Linked DNA regions of Mus musculus: region 1 is linked to region 2. Evidence: chromatin contacts called from public Micro-C data. All regions are on one chromosome and are shown on one strand. Each heading gives the region's core, a stretch centred on a gene start, on an enhancer-like site or on the middle of the called end of the contact. The rest is flanking DNA. Distances are from core to core; before and after follow the strand shown.

Region 1 (6,949 bases), core at 3,604-6,103, 300 kb before region 2:
TAAACAGGAACAGAACCCCAAACAGGGACAAGGGGCCCCAAACAGAAACAGATAAAGGGCAGACTCTTCGTTCATGAAAATGGAAAGCTGGAAACTCGAAGTTACCAAAAACCTTTAAATCTAGAAACACCTGTTCACTCTAGAAGTCTCAGCCCTGAGGGAGCCGTACCCACAAGCTCCCTAAGAAGCCGGCACCAGCTTCAGCGAACGACCTCTGACATCCTTCCAAGTCTGCTTCCCTCGGCTCACAGCTTCTGCCTCTGGTCTATCACTGGTGACAGTGAGCCAAATGTACTAAAATGTATCACTTCAGCTGAAGAGCCCATCAAACTGCCTAAATTATGCATGTGAATGAATGTCGTTTTCTACGTCGCCTCTTCAGTATGATTCACCGCACCAGTGCCCAACGCCTTGCTACACCTGACTCCTGGTAAGTTAACCAGGGTTGGTCTGTGCCTACATTCTGATCGCTCAGATAAACAACGTTCATTAAATCTTCTGTGTCTTGTTCATAGCTGTGCGGTTGTTACAAGGCGCACTATTGTAAAGATGCAAGCAGACACCATTTAGACTGCAAGTACCATCTTGCTAGGTGGTGAAGATATCTTGCTTAGGTTATATCAGAGGCAAGTCTGTGTGGTCCTCTCCATATGGGAAAAGTCACATTTTCCACTGAAATAATAGGACCAGCAAGGAGTGTTCAAAAACAGAATAACTCACGTCAGAAAAGAAGGGATAACATTCCCAGGATAAAGTCAGGGTATTTTAAAGGAAAAGAGGGCTCCCTTAGATCTGCAGTTCTCAGTCTGTGCGTGGTGATCCCCGTGGGGTTGAACAACCTTAAGATCACTGAAAAGCACACATATTTATATTATGGTTCACAACAGTAGCAAAATTACAGTTATGTAGAAGCACCTTGAATAATTTTATGGTCGGGAGTCACAACACTAGGAACTGCAGCACCTGGAAGATTGAGACCCACTGCTCTGATGATCAGAGTATTTGCAAGAGTGACAGACTCAGTCCAAAATAAACAGAGACTGCTGTGGAGAGCAGTGGGGTAAACAGAAAACAGACTGGGCATGACAATGTAGAGAGGCGTGCCAGCCAGCACAGTAGGGAAGTGAGCCCATTCCCTGGTGGTGGCCTCCACGTGCTTCTTTATGTATTTCATATATATATATATATATAAAATATGTATACCTTTATACAATATATAATATTATAATAAAATGTATTACATTTCATATGCTATGATTAATATATAATATAAAATACTAGATATCTTATATAATTTCATAATTATATATATTGTATTTATTATTATAGTATTAGTTGTAATTACATGGTCATTATTAATATTATATAATATTCAGATTATATATCATATATTGTATAATAATGATTATATAGAATATAAAGAATATATATCTATATGTATTGCAACATATATGTATATATAAGATCTGTTTCATCATCACACTAATTCTTTACCATAGGTAATATTTTTATTCTTCTTTAGGAACAGGGAAGCTGAGCAACAGAAAGGTTGAATGTTAAGTTGAAGGTCACATGTAGCATATCCAGGGTTTAAACCCAGATGGACCAACTACGGAGTCCACCAAACCCGGATGGACCAGATATGGGACCTACCTCTCAGCACAAGTAGATTTACATTTGAAGGCATGTACTGAACAACATCTAACAGAAAGGACTGAAGGAAGCTTAGAATTAGAGGTGACCCTACTGTCTACACGTTTAATGCAAACAATAAGCACAGGCGTCCGATGGGACTGTGTGTGATCTTACTATGGCGCACACTATCCCTAACTCTGACACTCAATCACTCTCCAGTGGTCTTCAAACATGTCCTATCTGTGTCCTATGAGTGCCACGTGTCTCAGCAGTTCCCGTCCTTCCCCTTCCGCATCTCCCTCTCTCCTCTCCTTTTCCTGTGTGCTTTTCCTTCCTCAACCCTGTGAGTATTTCCAAGCACCTCCAGAAAAAGATAGGTTTGTTCATTTCCCAAAGGAATATAATCTGTGTTCATAAGGAAGAGTCTGAAACAGTCTTCGACTTGGTGAGAAATCCTCCTCTTAGCCCTGCATGCCCAGTCCCTGTTACACTGTGTGGCTTCTTTTCCGTGCAGGCAGGGAATGCCCCTGCAGTGAGCAGGCATTAGAGCCTTTGGCTGGCCTGCAGACAGCAGTGTCCCCGTGCACTTTCATGTGACATCTTACTGAAGGCCACCAACACCTGAGGACAAAGAACTGGACCCCAAGAAACTTGGCATGATGTATGGCACCTGGGTCAACAAGGACATGCAAAAATAAGCAATAACAGCTTTAAGATTTCAGTGTCCTTTTTTGTGGTTTACAATTCATCCCAAGATGGCTGTTACACAGGTTAGTATTGACATATCCACAGAGAGATATCTAGAAGACAAGAGCACTGGCTGAGTTTATTAGTGATATTGGAGAGATATACAGAAATGATCAGTGTGTGACATTTTGTGAGCTGGCACCAGTAAACTACTTGACCATGTCCTTTTTGTTGTGTTTGTTTGTTTGTTTGTTTGTTTGTTTTTCGAGACAGGGTTTCTCTGTATAGCTCTGACTGTCCTGGAACTCACTTTGTAGACCAGGCTGGCCTCGAACTCAGAAATCCGCCTGCCTCTGCCTCCTGAGTGCTGGGATTAAAGGCATGTGCCACCATGCCCGGTTCTTGATCATGTCTTTTGTTTTTACTAAATTACAATTTCATGTAGAATCACCTGAGCAAAGGGACATGAAGGGGCTTGGGTGTGGAAACACCACACACTACAGGGAATGTTTACACCCAGGAGGAGAATGCCCTACAATAGACAAAAGGAATATCAGTCCTTTTTTCACAAAGGCAAACTTTCCACAAAACTATAGGCACCCCTCCACCGGTGCAAAGCCCCTTGGTGTGCTTCTAACAGTGGTGACGGAAGCAGCATGGTGACTAGGCTGCCTCTCAGTCTTCAGGTGCTTCCTGTCGTGTGTCGGAGAATGTCTGGCAATTAATAAGCCAGCCTTTGTCTGCCCCGTGCCCTCCTGTACATCAGTCTGTCTTTCCCCCACTCCTCTCCCTCCTCTCTGGCATTACATGCTCACACACATAGCACAGCCTTGTTCTGCCTCCATGAGAGTAACTTGTTTACTCACTGGGCTGTACTTGAGGCTAGTGACAAAGACTGCACAGTATCTTGTTCTCCGGGTTAGTTTGCCGAACGACGAATGAGTGGATCACTAAATATAAAGACTCAGACTTGCTCAAGTTTCCAAGCTCATTGGTGATAGATTCCAGACTCAAGCTTGGAAAATTTCATCTTACTCTCCTTCTCGTAGACCTTAACAGAGATGGCCAGAGATATCCTAACAGCCTCTGTGAGGCCATATGGCCAGAGAGTGTGAACTGTTTCCTAAGATGCTCGCCCACAGCTAATACTTGAGGAATGCTCTTGCACCTGCCCTTAGTACCTGAGCTCGCATTCAACCTCCTGGAAGTTTTGATTTTTCCATGTGTCTGAAAGTACTGCAGCAAGAGGAGGGAGTTCCCAAGGAGACTTAGGAAAGGCCAGCTGCTGTAAATAACAAAGATGAATGCTTGACGGATTCCACAGAGATCCCAGGTCCGTAAACACTCGGATTCATTCTCCTCTTCCAGCTCTCTCTACCCCTCTGACCTTTGTGAAATAATGTGTATTTTTCCTGTTGTGCTGAACTTGGTGAGTGGCTCTTGTAGAAATTTAGAAAAACACAGAAAATCCCAGAGAAGGGAACTGAAATGCCCCAAATGTAATCTCATTACTCAGATAAACACAGCTGTCAGCTCGGCTGACTATGCTGTTCTCCACCACACAGTATATATATGTGTGTGTGTGTGTGTGTGTGTGTGTGTGTGTGTGTGTGTGTGTGTGTGTTAGATGGGATTTTAGTGTGTGTGCTGTAATCCTCGGCTTTAAAAACAAGAAGTGTTCTCAAACACTATCCTTGTGGTGTTGTATGTGATGGAAACAGAGGCAGTTGGTGAAGAAAAGGCACTCGTAGAGTGGGAACTAGCTCTGGAGGTGGGAAGACAGAACCTGGGGCCTCCTGAGACATTCTTACTTAAACACTGTATTAGATAAGGGCAATGCACTGCCTGACTTATGCCAAGTGGTAGAATTAAAGTATACATTTTCACGAGGAAATCACTTATCATGTCAATCACTTTATTTTGACAAAATAATATGTGTTTATTACAGAGCACATGAAAAAAGTGAAACATAAAAAGGAATGAATCAAAATCAACTATCGTCTGATGAAGTAATCTCTTAACACTTTGGGATATATTTTCAGCCTCACTTCTTCACACATAGACATACATCCAATATCTAAATATAATTAAAATCGAGTGTCAGGGAATATACGCAGCTTTTTTTTTAACTAAAAATACATTTCTTATTAGCTATTCATATACAAGAACATTTCCGTGGTTTCTTAGTGTTCCAATATACAAATAGAACTTGACTCATGAGTCCTCTATTTCTGGCTATGATGGCTACCATCAGCCATGTCAAGTTTATTTATCATAAAAGAATCTTTCACATATTTACTGACCACGGGTAATTCTTTAATGAGTTGTCTCATATACATATCTTTTCCAACATCATAAACATGGGTTTTTTCTTCCTCAGTGCTTGTCTGCTAAGGATGAATATGACAGGGAAGATATAGAGCAGGCTGGGGAGCTGCCTCCCACCTCAGCCAGCTGTGAGGAGTCACTGTTTGCACCCCATTCCTAAGCATCTCATTCAGACCTAATGAGTCATCTGTGTTGGTTACTGGAAAACAGGAAACCCCAAGTTCCAATCCAGTCATGACATCATCAGCTGTTGGAGTCTAGAGCAGTGTCTTGTTCTACGGGTCACAATAGTCATGAGAGTTACTGACTCACAGCGGTCAACACGAGCAAGCATCCTTGTGTGCCCAATGTACTCTGCTGTTGACCTCATGCAAACTCAACATCAATGATGGAAACCTTGTCTGAATACTTCATAGACTCAGGGAGCCTACTCCATCTTTCTCCAGTGTTCTAGTCATCTGGCCTTGAAAAGCGAAATAACTGGCTTTTCTATGATATTCTACCTCCAAGAATACAGGATGCTGAGCCAGCAGGTTCCCACGCCTCTCTCTTTCAGTCCTGAAATGAACCCATCCCTGTGTAGTGTGACCTCTTTTCTTTGCTTGGACACAGATTCAGGCGTCTTCATTGCATCTAAGCTAGCACCTATGTGGTTTAGCCTAGCACCACTACTTGATACCTGTATAACCTTCCCAAATCATCTCACAACTACACTGGAGGCCCTTCTTCTTTCTCAAACAGTGAAAAAATTTCAAACTGTCAAACTGATATCTGTGTCATGACAGCTTCCTATCGATATCAAAATAATGAGCAACTTTATTTTACATGGGGTATCTGTACAAGTTTTTCCAAAACTAGCTCACACTGCTCTGTCCCTGCCCCCGTGATCCCAGTCTGCTTTTACTAACACCTTGCATCTGAGATGTTCTACACTGTCTCTTCTTTGTGAACAGTTCAATGCCAACAGCTTCCTGCCCCTGCCATGTCTCCTCAGATTTACAGCATTTGCTAACATCTCTATACAAATACCATCTCCTCAGTGAACACAGCCTATCTTCCGATTTAAGTCACATCTGTGTCTCAGGAGTTCTTCTCTTGAACAAGGCCCTCTGAGTCAACCGAGCAAGGCTTATATGAACTTACAGAGGCTGAAGTGTCAAGTACAGGGTCTACTCAACTCGCCACCAGGTCTTCTGTGTACACATTAAAGATTTCAGCTTAGTATTTTTATGAGACTCCTGAATGTGTGAACGAGTGGGTCTCTGATTCTTGTGCTTGCTCTTAAGGCTCTTTTCCTTCTGTTGAGTTGTCTTGTCCAGCCTCAATGTGGTGGCTTTTTTTTTTTTAAATCTTACTATATTTTATTTTGTCCTGTTTTCCTGTTCTCTCTTAGAAGCCTGCTCTTTTCTAATAAGAAAGAAAAAGGGAGTGGATCCAGAGTGGAGGTGAGGTGGGGAGGAACTGGGAGGAGTAGAGGGAAACTGTAAGCAGGATAAATCGTATGAGAACAAAATCAATTTTCAATAAAAGGAAGGACTAAAAAGGAGCCCTCTTAGCCTCAGAACGCACTCTCCCTAGTAGTACTTGGCATTCTGTGTGTCTGTCTCAAGTGCTTCTGTCTGTCTCAGATGCTGAACTCTCAGCGCTATTAGCACTTGCACAGCAATGAGCTGCTAATCTCACAAATGTCAGCACCACCAGATGGATACGAAGATTAAAGAAAGAGTGACTGAGTGAGCAGACCATCTCTACCCTTTGCCTACACTGAGTTTTCCAGCATCTGTGGCTTACCATCATCTGAAAATGAGATCAGCAACATTCTGATGATCTTACATTTTTCCCCACTACTTTCTTTTTTCTTCTTCAGAAACATAATATTGTTAACAAGAGATATTTGTTCCTTAAATGATCTTTATAAGGATGCCCTGAAGAAACACAACAAAAGACATGTCTAAATTGATATCAAAGGAGGTTAATATATGGGAGAGCTATTAAATCCCATGTAAGCTCCAACAATCAGCAGCAGATAGGTGTCCCAAGGGGAACGGTCCCCACACAGAGAGATGCAGCAGATAGGTGTCCCGAGGGGAATGGTCCCCACACAGAGAGATGCAGCAGAGAGGTGTCCCAAGGGGAACGGTCCCCACACAGAGAGATGCAGCAGATAGGTGTCCTAAGGGGAACGGTCCCCACACAGAGAGATGCAGCAGAGAGGTGTCCCGAGGGGAATGGTCCCCACACAGAGAGATTCCCTGGGTGCCCAACCACCTCTGTACATTCTTAAATCTTTATCACTGCA
Region 2 (7,865 bases), core at 3,206-5,705:
CAATGTGAAACACTAAAACTGCTAGAAGAAAACAGGCAGCAACTCCTGGAAGATTTGGGTGCAGGAAAGGACTTTCTGAGCAGGACTCCATTTACCCAGAAATTAAGACAACTGGCAAATAGGACCTCACAAAACTAAAAAGCTTCTAAACAGTTAAGAGAACAATCAATCTAGTGAAGAACTAACCCACGTAATGGGAGAGAATCTTTGCTAACTGGACATCTGGCAGATGATTAATATCCAAAAATACACAGAAAACTCAAAAGGCAAAAAGCCAAGGAAACAAATGACCCAAGTGAAAACATGAGCAAGATCCAAACAGTCCCCAAACGAAGTAAGAATGACAAGAAGCACTTCAAAACGTGCTCCCCACTCTTAGTAATTAGGGAAATGCAAATTAAACCAACTCTGAGATTTCATCTTACAGGCAGTCATGTTTAGCTAAGATCAGCAAAACAGCCGACAGGAAATGCTCCTGAGGCCATGGGGAAGATGGAAAACTCATTCATTTACTGTTGGTGGGAATGCCAAGTGGTGCAGCTAGCTACTCTATAAAGCAATACGAAAATACTCAAAAAGCTGAAAATAAATCTGTCATCCGACTCAGCTACATCACTCTTTGGTATCTTACCCCACAGATACTGGCTTGGCCAACTTCACTGCCTCCCTCTTCACAATAGCTGGGAAACGGAAGCAACATCTATATTCCTCATCAGATGATGAAAACATGATACAAATGCACTGTGAAATACTATTCAGCTGTCAAGAAGAGTGCTAGCATGAAATTTGCAGGCAAGTGGATGGACCTAGAAAGTATTATATTGATGAGGTCATAGCCCAGATCCAGAAGATGCTATGTGCTTTTTCTCAACTGTAATGGCTTAAAAGCTCCACTTCCTGTGGAGGGACTGACACACTCGCTTAGTTTATTCTGCTCAAGATCTCATTGAAAGATTTTTTTTGGGGGGGGGGGGTACTGGCATGACAAGAGATCTCAGTGTTTTCTTTGATATATCATTAAAACCAAGTGATAACCCTCCCATTAAATAAATCAAGTAGCACTTTCACAGGAATATAATATGTAAAACTCATTTGTAACCTGGAGGTTCTGGCCTATGGAATCTTCAGTGTTCACCTGAGAGTGTCCTGGAGGGAAGACATCATCCCCAGGGGCTTACAAAGCACTGATGTTTTTAAGGGAGGAAGTCTTCGTTCACAGTTTCAGAAGGTTCTGCTCTCAGACACTGGCTCCACTGTTACTGGACTGTAGGAAGTCAGGAAGCCTCTGGAAGAACATTGTTGATTTTCTCACGGAGGTGAGGAAGGCAAGGAAGGCAGAAGAGTGGCTAAGGAACAGACACATCCTTCCACCCCTCACCCCCTCCCTATTCCAGGTCACAGCTTCTAAGCTGGGAGGTCACCACATCCCAAGAGTGCAATCAGTTGTGGGATGTCCCTTGATGAGTATGGCACCTTTACCACCCAATCACCTCTCAATGCATGACTGAGAACCACACCTTCAGTGTGTGTGTGTGTGTGTGTGTGTGTGTGTGTGTGTGTGTGTGTTTAATTACACCATAAAGCATGATACTGAGAGAGTAACTCATTAAGCCCAATTACTAGAGAAAATCGGTTTCTAAATCGGCTTCTAGGTCCAACTAGGACTGAGTTTGTTGACAATCTTAGTTTTTAATGATTTTGATGTAAAGATCCCTGCAGGCCGTTTCTGCTAATAGAGCTGGTGAGTCGTGTTAGTGCTGTTGACAGTTACATTCCAGCTGAGACATTGCCTCTGCTCCCAGGCTCCCTTTCATCTCAGCCTAATGCAAACGCAGCCAAAGGTTTTTAATACACTGATTTTTCTTGCTGGTGAAACTTAATTATTTCACTCAACCAGGTTGGAAAACAGAGATAATTAATGATGGCATATGAATTGTCGCAAGATTGAAAAGACCATCAATGAAAATTCCAAAACCTCTTGAGGGAACTTGTATCAGCAGAGACTATCCTGTTAGGAAGGATGCTGGGTGCTCAGAGTTGCTCATAAAGAACAGGTCAGCTATGGTGGCTCAAAGTATGATCTCATCGAAACACGGCAATAAAAAATAATGGAAACAAGATGCACACCATTGTAACGGTTTCAGACACCGCACTGGATACACTGGATACAATTCTGTCTTCTTTCCTCTTCACTCTTAGAGGAGGAGAACTTCCCTGGCGATACACTCAAGGATGAATATTGTTCAAATCAACATTTTCACAATCAACTAAGCATATGTGCCTGGAAAGCAGATAGTTTTCACCAATATATGTATAAGAAACAAATTACAAATTTGTATCACATCAGAAATAGATTATCTTTAAATAAGAATGGACTCATGGTTGTACTATGATTTATGATTCAACTTAACATTACATACACTCTTAAATACCAAAATATTGGAAATATCCTGGCAAATGTTTACATATTAGAATTCTTGTTTGAATATTAGAATTTTATATGACTAATGTGTCTTCTTGTGTAATTGAAACCTTCATTTACTCAGTTGAGATAATAATGCTTTTTGGTTCACACTTCTTTGCAAAAAGACAATGTAAGATAATATAGCACTTCTTTTATTTAAAAATAGTCATAATTGCTAATTTCAAATGTCCACCCTTTATTTAACCTTTTTCTTAGCTACTGTCAACCAATAGAAAAATTTCCCAGGGATCTTGTAGACATTGAGTTGATAGAGCAATTCTCAACTTCATATGAAAAAAAAAAAAAAAAGACTCAGGATCACTAAAACAATCCTGGACAATAAAAGAACTTCTGAAGGTATCACCATCCCTGATTTCCAACTGTACTACAGAGCAATGAAAATTGAAGGCACATGGTACTGGCATTGAATAAACATATTGAGCAGTGGAATAGAATTGAAGACCCAGAAATAAACTCATACACCTAAGGACACTTGATTTTTGACAAAGAAGCCAAAATCATATAGTGGAAAAAAGAAAATACCTTCAACAAACAGTGTTAGTCTAATTGGATGTTTGCATATAGAAGAATGAAAATAGATTCATATTTACCACCCTTCACAAAACTCAAGTCCAAAGACCTCAACATAAAACTGGATGCACTAATTCTAATAGAAGAGAAAGTGGGGAAATGCCTTGAACATATTGGCACAGGGGAAAACTTCCAGAACAGAACACCAAAAGCTCAGGCACTAAGATCAACAATTAATAAACAGGACCTCATGAAACTGTAAAGCTTCTGCAAAGCTAAGGACACCCTCAACAGAACAGAACAGTAACCTACAGAATGGGGAAAGATCTTCACCAACCCTACATCTGACAGAGGGCTAATAGCCACAAGAAATTATGTACCAACAAACCAATGACACAATTTTAAAAAATGGGGAACAGAGCTAAACAGAGAAGTCTCAACAGAGGAATCTCTGGTGGCCAAGAAGCACTTAAAGAAATGTTCAACAAACTTTGTCATCAGGAAAATGCAAATCAAAATGATTCTGAGATTCTATCTTATACCTGTCAGATATCAAAGATCAAAAACTCAGGTGACAGCATATTCTGACAAAGATGTAGAGCAAGGGGAACACTCCTCCATTACTGGTGGGAGTGCAAACTTGTACAACCACTTTGGAAATAAAATTTGTGGTTTCTCTGAAAATTGGGAATAGTTTTACCTCAAGACCCAGCTATACCACTCCTGGGCATATATATTGAAAAGATGTTCTATCATACCACAAGGATACTTGCTCAACTATATTCATATCAGCTTTATTCATAATATCCAGAAAGTGGGCTGGAGAGATGGCTCAGTGGTTAAGAGCACTGACTGTTCTTCCAGAGGTCCTGAGTTCAATTCCCAGCAACTACCTGGTGGCTTACAACCATTTGCAATGGTGTCTGATGCCCTCTTCTGGTGTCTGAAGGCAGCTACAATGTACTCATATAAATAAAATAAACAAATCTTAAAACAATAAACAAAATAAACAAAAACCAGAAAGATCTCAAATTACCTAATGATATATCTCAGGGTCCTAGAAAAATAAGAACAATCCAAACCCCAAACTAAGAAACAGATCAGGGTAGAAGTTAATGACATGAAGACTCAAAGATCTGGCTGGAGTTGCCTCTCTGATAAAGTAAATACAATTTTCAAAGCCTTAGTAACACTGACCAAAAGTACTGCCACCTAGCTACTCACTTTAAAGAAAAAAAAAAGAAGAAGAAGAAAAGAAATAAAATAAAACTGTAACTCTCAGGCTAATAATCTTAAATTTCTAGTGGACTCTTGCCCGACACATTGGTTCGCCATCTGTTGTGGGAAATATTAAAAAACGGCCCAGCATGTTCTTGTTTTTGTGCTGGCAACTCTCTGCCACAGCTGCCTGGCTGGCCATGCACTGGTGGGCAATGGCCAACCTATTTTTATCTCATAGAGACTGACTCAGAACTCCACAATCTCTCCACCCAGCTCACTGGGTTCCCACAGGTGGGTCATTACCAAGCCAACCCTGTGCTTCAAATCCCCCATGGCCTTTGTGGTGCACATCAGTCAAACCCATGTTTTGCTGCCATACCTTTCTCTCTTGAACCCAGACGAGCCTCCTTATGAAGGAAAACACCACACAAACTTAGCTCAGAAACAATGGTAACTCAATCACCTGCAGCAGCTAAAATCCTAACCTTGTAAGCCTTATTAAATCTACATCCTCTGGTGGTGAATCCTGACAGCTCCACCATTAAAACCAGGAGACACTCATTGCTACATCTTGTCCTCACGCTATCCCCATCCAAAAAGGGCCTAACTCTCTCCTGCTTCCTCTCTTCCTCCATCCAACCCAGAAGTCCCGCCTACTTGCCCAGTGATTGGCTCATTTATTCATTAGTGGCCACCTGAACATGTGACTCGTTCCTAATTCCAGACAACCCCTCCCAAAGAGTGGAATTAACATAAAAATAAAAGCAGCATAGAGCCATCCACAACAAATGTACACAAACAAGAGGGGAGAAAAGCAGCTCACTATATTTCCCAGTGAAATACAAAGAATTATTATGAAGCACTTTGAAAACTTGCATTCAAAAACTTAGAAAATCTAGAAAACATGCATGGATTGTTAAAGAAATATGACCTACCAAGATTAAATCCAGGAAACAGAAACAACTTAAGCAAACCTGTAGCAATCAATGAGATGGAAACTATAATAAAAAAGAAAAAAGAAAGAAAGCAGACAAAATCATTCAGGACCAAAGGGCTTTGCTGCTGTGGTCTAGCAAACGTTTAAAGAAACATTGACACCAATGCCCTCAAACTCTTCCTTAACACAGAAAGGGAAGGAATACTACAAAACTCTTTCTATATAAACTCATTCTACAAAGCCAGCTTCCAATACCAAAGCTGAATAAAGACCAAACAGAGAAACTGTAGACCAATTCCCCAGTGAAGATAAATGCAAAACATCTCAATAAAACTCTTGCAAATTAAAGTCAAGAATACATGAAGAAGGCCATACATCATGACCAAATTAATTTCATCTGGGACTGTGATTGCTGGTCGTACACAAATCAATACCAATCAGAACACAACTGGACCTAAGGTTAGAAATGGGTTGCTTCAGTTTACTCAGGAACACTTCAGCAAAACTTCAACATCCACTGATGATATATCCCTGAACAGAAGGAATACACCTCCATATAATAAAGGCTAAATATGACGAAACTATAGCCTGCTTGATACTGTATGGGGCAAAACTCAGAGCTTTCCCTCCAAAGTTCGGAATAACACTATGTCACCTGCTCTCCTCCCTTATAAAGTTATGACAATAAGACAGGAAAAAGCAAACAAGAGAGATATAAACTGGAGAGGAAGCAACCACGTTGTTTCTATTTGTGTATGAAATCATCCCGTACTTAAAAAGCACTAAAGTCTCAAACAGAAAACTTCTGATTTGATATGATAAACACTTTTAGAAAAGTAGGAGCAGAGAACCAACACACAGGCACCATCAGCTTCCCTACATTCCAACAATGAAGTTGCTCAAAATGCATAAGGGCAAAAACACCACACACAATAGCTTCCAAAAATAAAGTACTGAGAGATAAATCTAAGCAAGGAGGAGAAAGACTTTTACAAAGAAATCTTATGATGCTGGGGAAATACATTGAAGAAGACACTAGAAAATGTAGTGCCCTCCCCATGCTCACAACAAGCATGGTAATATTGTGAAAATGGCTGCATTACTCAAAACTATCTACAAGGTCAGTGCAAACCCCATCGAAATTCCAATGAAATGTCTCACAGAACTAGAGGAAAACAACCCAAATTTCATAAAGAAGCACCAAGGGTCTCAAATAGTTACGTAGCATAGAGAGCAGAGCTGAGGGTGTCAACACCCAGTCACACTGCCTTACAGAAGGCCACGGAGATGCTGGGTAAAGGCGCTTGCTGCCACACCTGATAACCTTAGTTCAATCCCCAGAACCTACACATTGGGAAAAAAGAATCAACTCTTTCAAGTTTTCCATTGGCCACTACATGTGTGCTAGGTAAGCAAACACACACACACACACACACACACACACACACACACACACACACACACAAATTTTTATTTTAAAAAAATTATATTACAGAACAATGGGGGGACTGCATGCACTAAAGCAGATACGTAGAAAAATAGAATGGAGTGGAATAGAATGGAATGGAATGGGATGGGATGGGATGGGATGGGATGGGATGGGATGGAATGGAATGGAATAGAATAGAATAGAATAGAATAGAATAGAATAGAATAGAATAGAATAGAATAGAATAGAATACCCAGAATATAAATTAGAACACTTACAACCAAGCTTTAAGCTGTCAGTAATATTCTGCGGTGAAAAGCCTCTTTAGGCAATGGTCCTGGGAAAACTGGATTTGCACATTTAGAAGACAGAAACTAGACCCATGTGTCTCAGCTTGCACACGGGTAACAGATTCAGCCTAGATGTCCATCAGATGCTCCGTGGATAGTAAAAGCATGGGTCCATGGAACTTTCTTATTCCATTAAGAAAAGTGGAATTGGAGGGGCGAAGGGTATGGGGGACTTTCAGGATAACATTTGAAATGTAAATGAAGAAAATACCTAATCAAAAATTGGAAAAAAGAAAAGTGGAATTATGAAAATTGCAGGGAAATAATGGAACTGGAAAATATTGAACTGAGTGAGGCAACCCAGGCCCTGAAAGACAGATGCTGCTTGTTGTCCCTTATATGTAGATCCTATGTATGAACCCTTAGAGTAGTGTGCTTAACTTGAGATGCCCATAGAGGCCAGGATGGAAGGGAACCATTAGGGGGAGAGAGCAAACAGAAGCCTCATGAGAGGGGAGGATTGTAAACATGTGTGGCATCTGAGGGAGAATTCAGGAGGGGAAGGATAGAAAGGAAGGGGGACTGGTAAGTATAGTAGATTGGACGAGATGGCCACTGTAGTCTCAGGCATCTGAACATTTGAGTCACAGTTGCTGGCTCTTAGGACGAGCTTGGAAGGTAGCCTTGCTGGAAGAAATATGTCACTGGGGTTGGGCTTTGATATTTCAAAAGCCATACTCGTACCTGTTGTGTCTCTCTGTTTCCTGTTTGTGGTTCAAGACGTAAGATCACAGCTGCTGCTCCAGCTGCCTGCTGCCTTCCACCTCTGCTCAGCCCTCAAGCAGAAGAGTTCATCTGGCACTGTGAGCCCCAAACAGTCTCCATCTAAAAGTTACCTTGGCCATGATCTTTTATCACAGCAACAAGAAAGTAACTAGAAATAAGTAATCAAAATAAGGGTGTGTGGAAAAGCCATGTGGAAACCCGGTGCTT

What was found. Hi-C and Micro-C count contacts between places; a contact is called where the count stands out from the background.
Region 1: a contact with region 2 is called in a Micro-C map of muscle stem cells, with 7 times the contacts expected there. The contact joins two enhancer-like sites. A contact is called at or near these places in 2 of 484 Hi-C or Micro-C datasets (muscle stem cells and myocytes).

Annotation. Positions count from the first base shown.
Region 1 is chr5:102,574,840-102,581,788 of GRCm38.p6, reverse strand. The region is part of intron 2 of Arhgap24 (Rho GTPase activating protein 24); the gene reads right to left. Among named protein-coding and RNA genes, the nearest start is that of Gm30396, 53 kb to the left of the region's middle. Within about 2 kb of position 4,853, at least 43 of the 459 cell types and tissues checked have an H3K27ac peak or open chromatin away from gene starts, as enhancers often do. A contact at or near this core is called in muscle stem cells and myocytes, where this site is marked.
Region 2 is chr5:102,272,366-102,280,230 of GRCm38.p6, reverse strand. It overlaps a transcript of Arhgap24 not described here. Among named protein-coding and RNA genes, the nearest start is that of Gm46947, 100 kb to the right of the region's middle. Within about 2 kb of position 4,455, at least 2 of the 459 cell types and tissues checked have an H3K27ac peak or open chromatin away from gene starts, as enhancers often do. A contact at or near this core is called in muscle stem cells and myocytes, where this site is marked.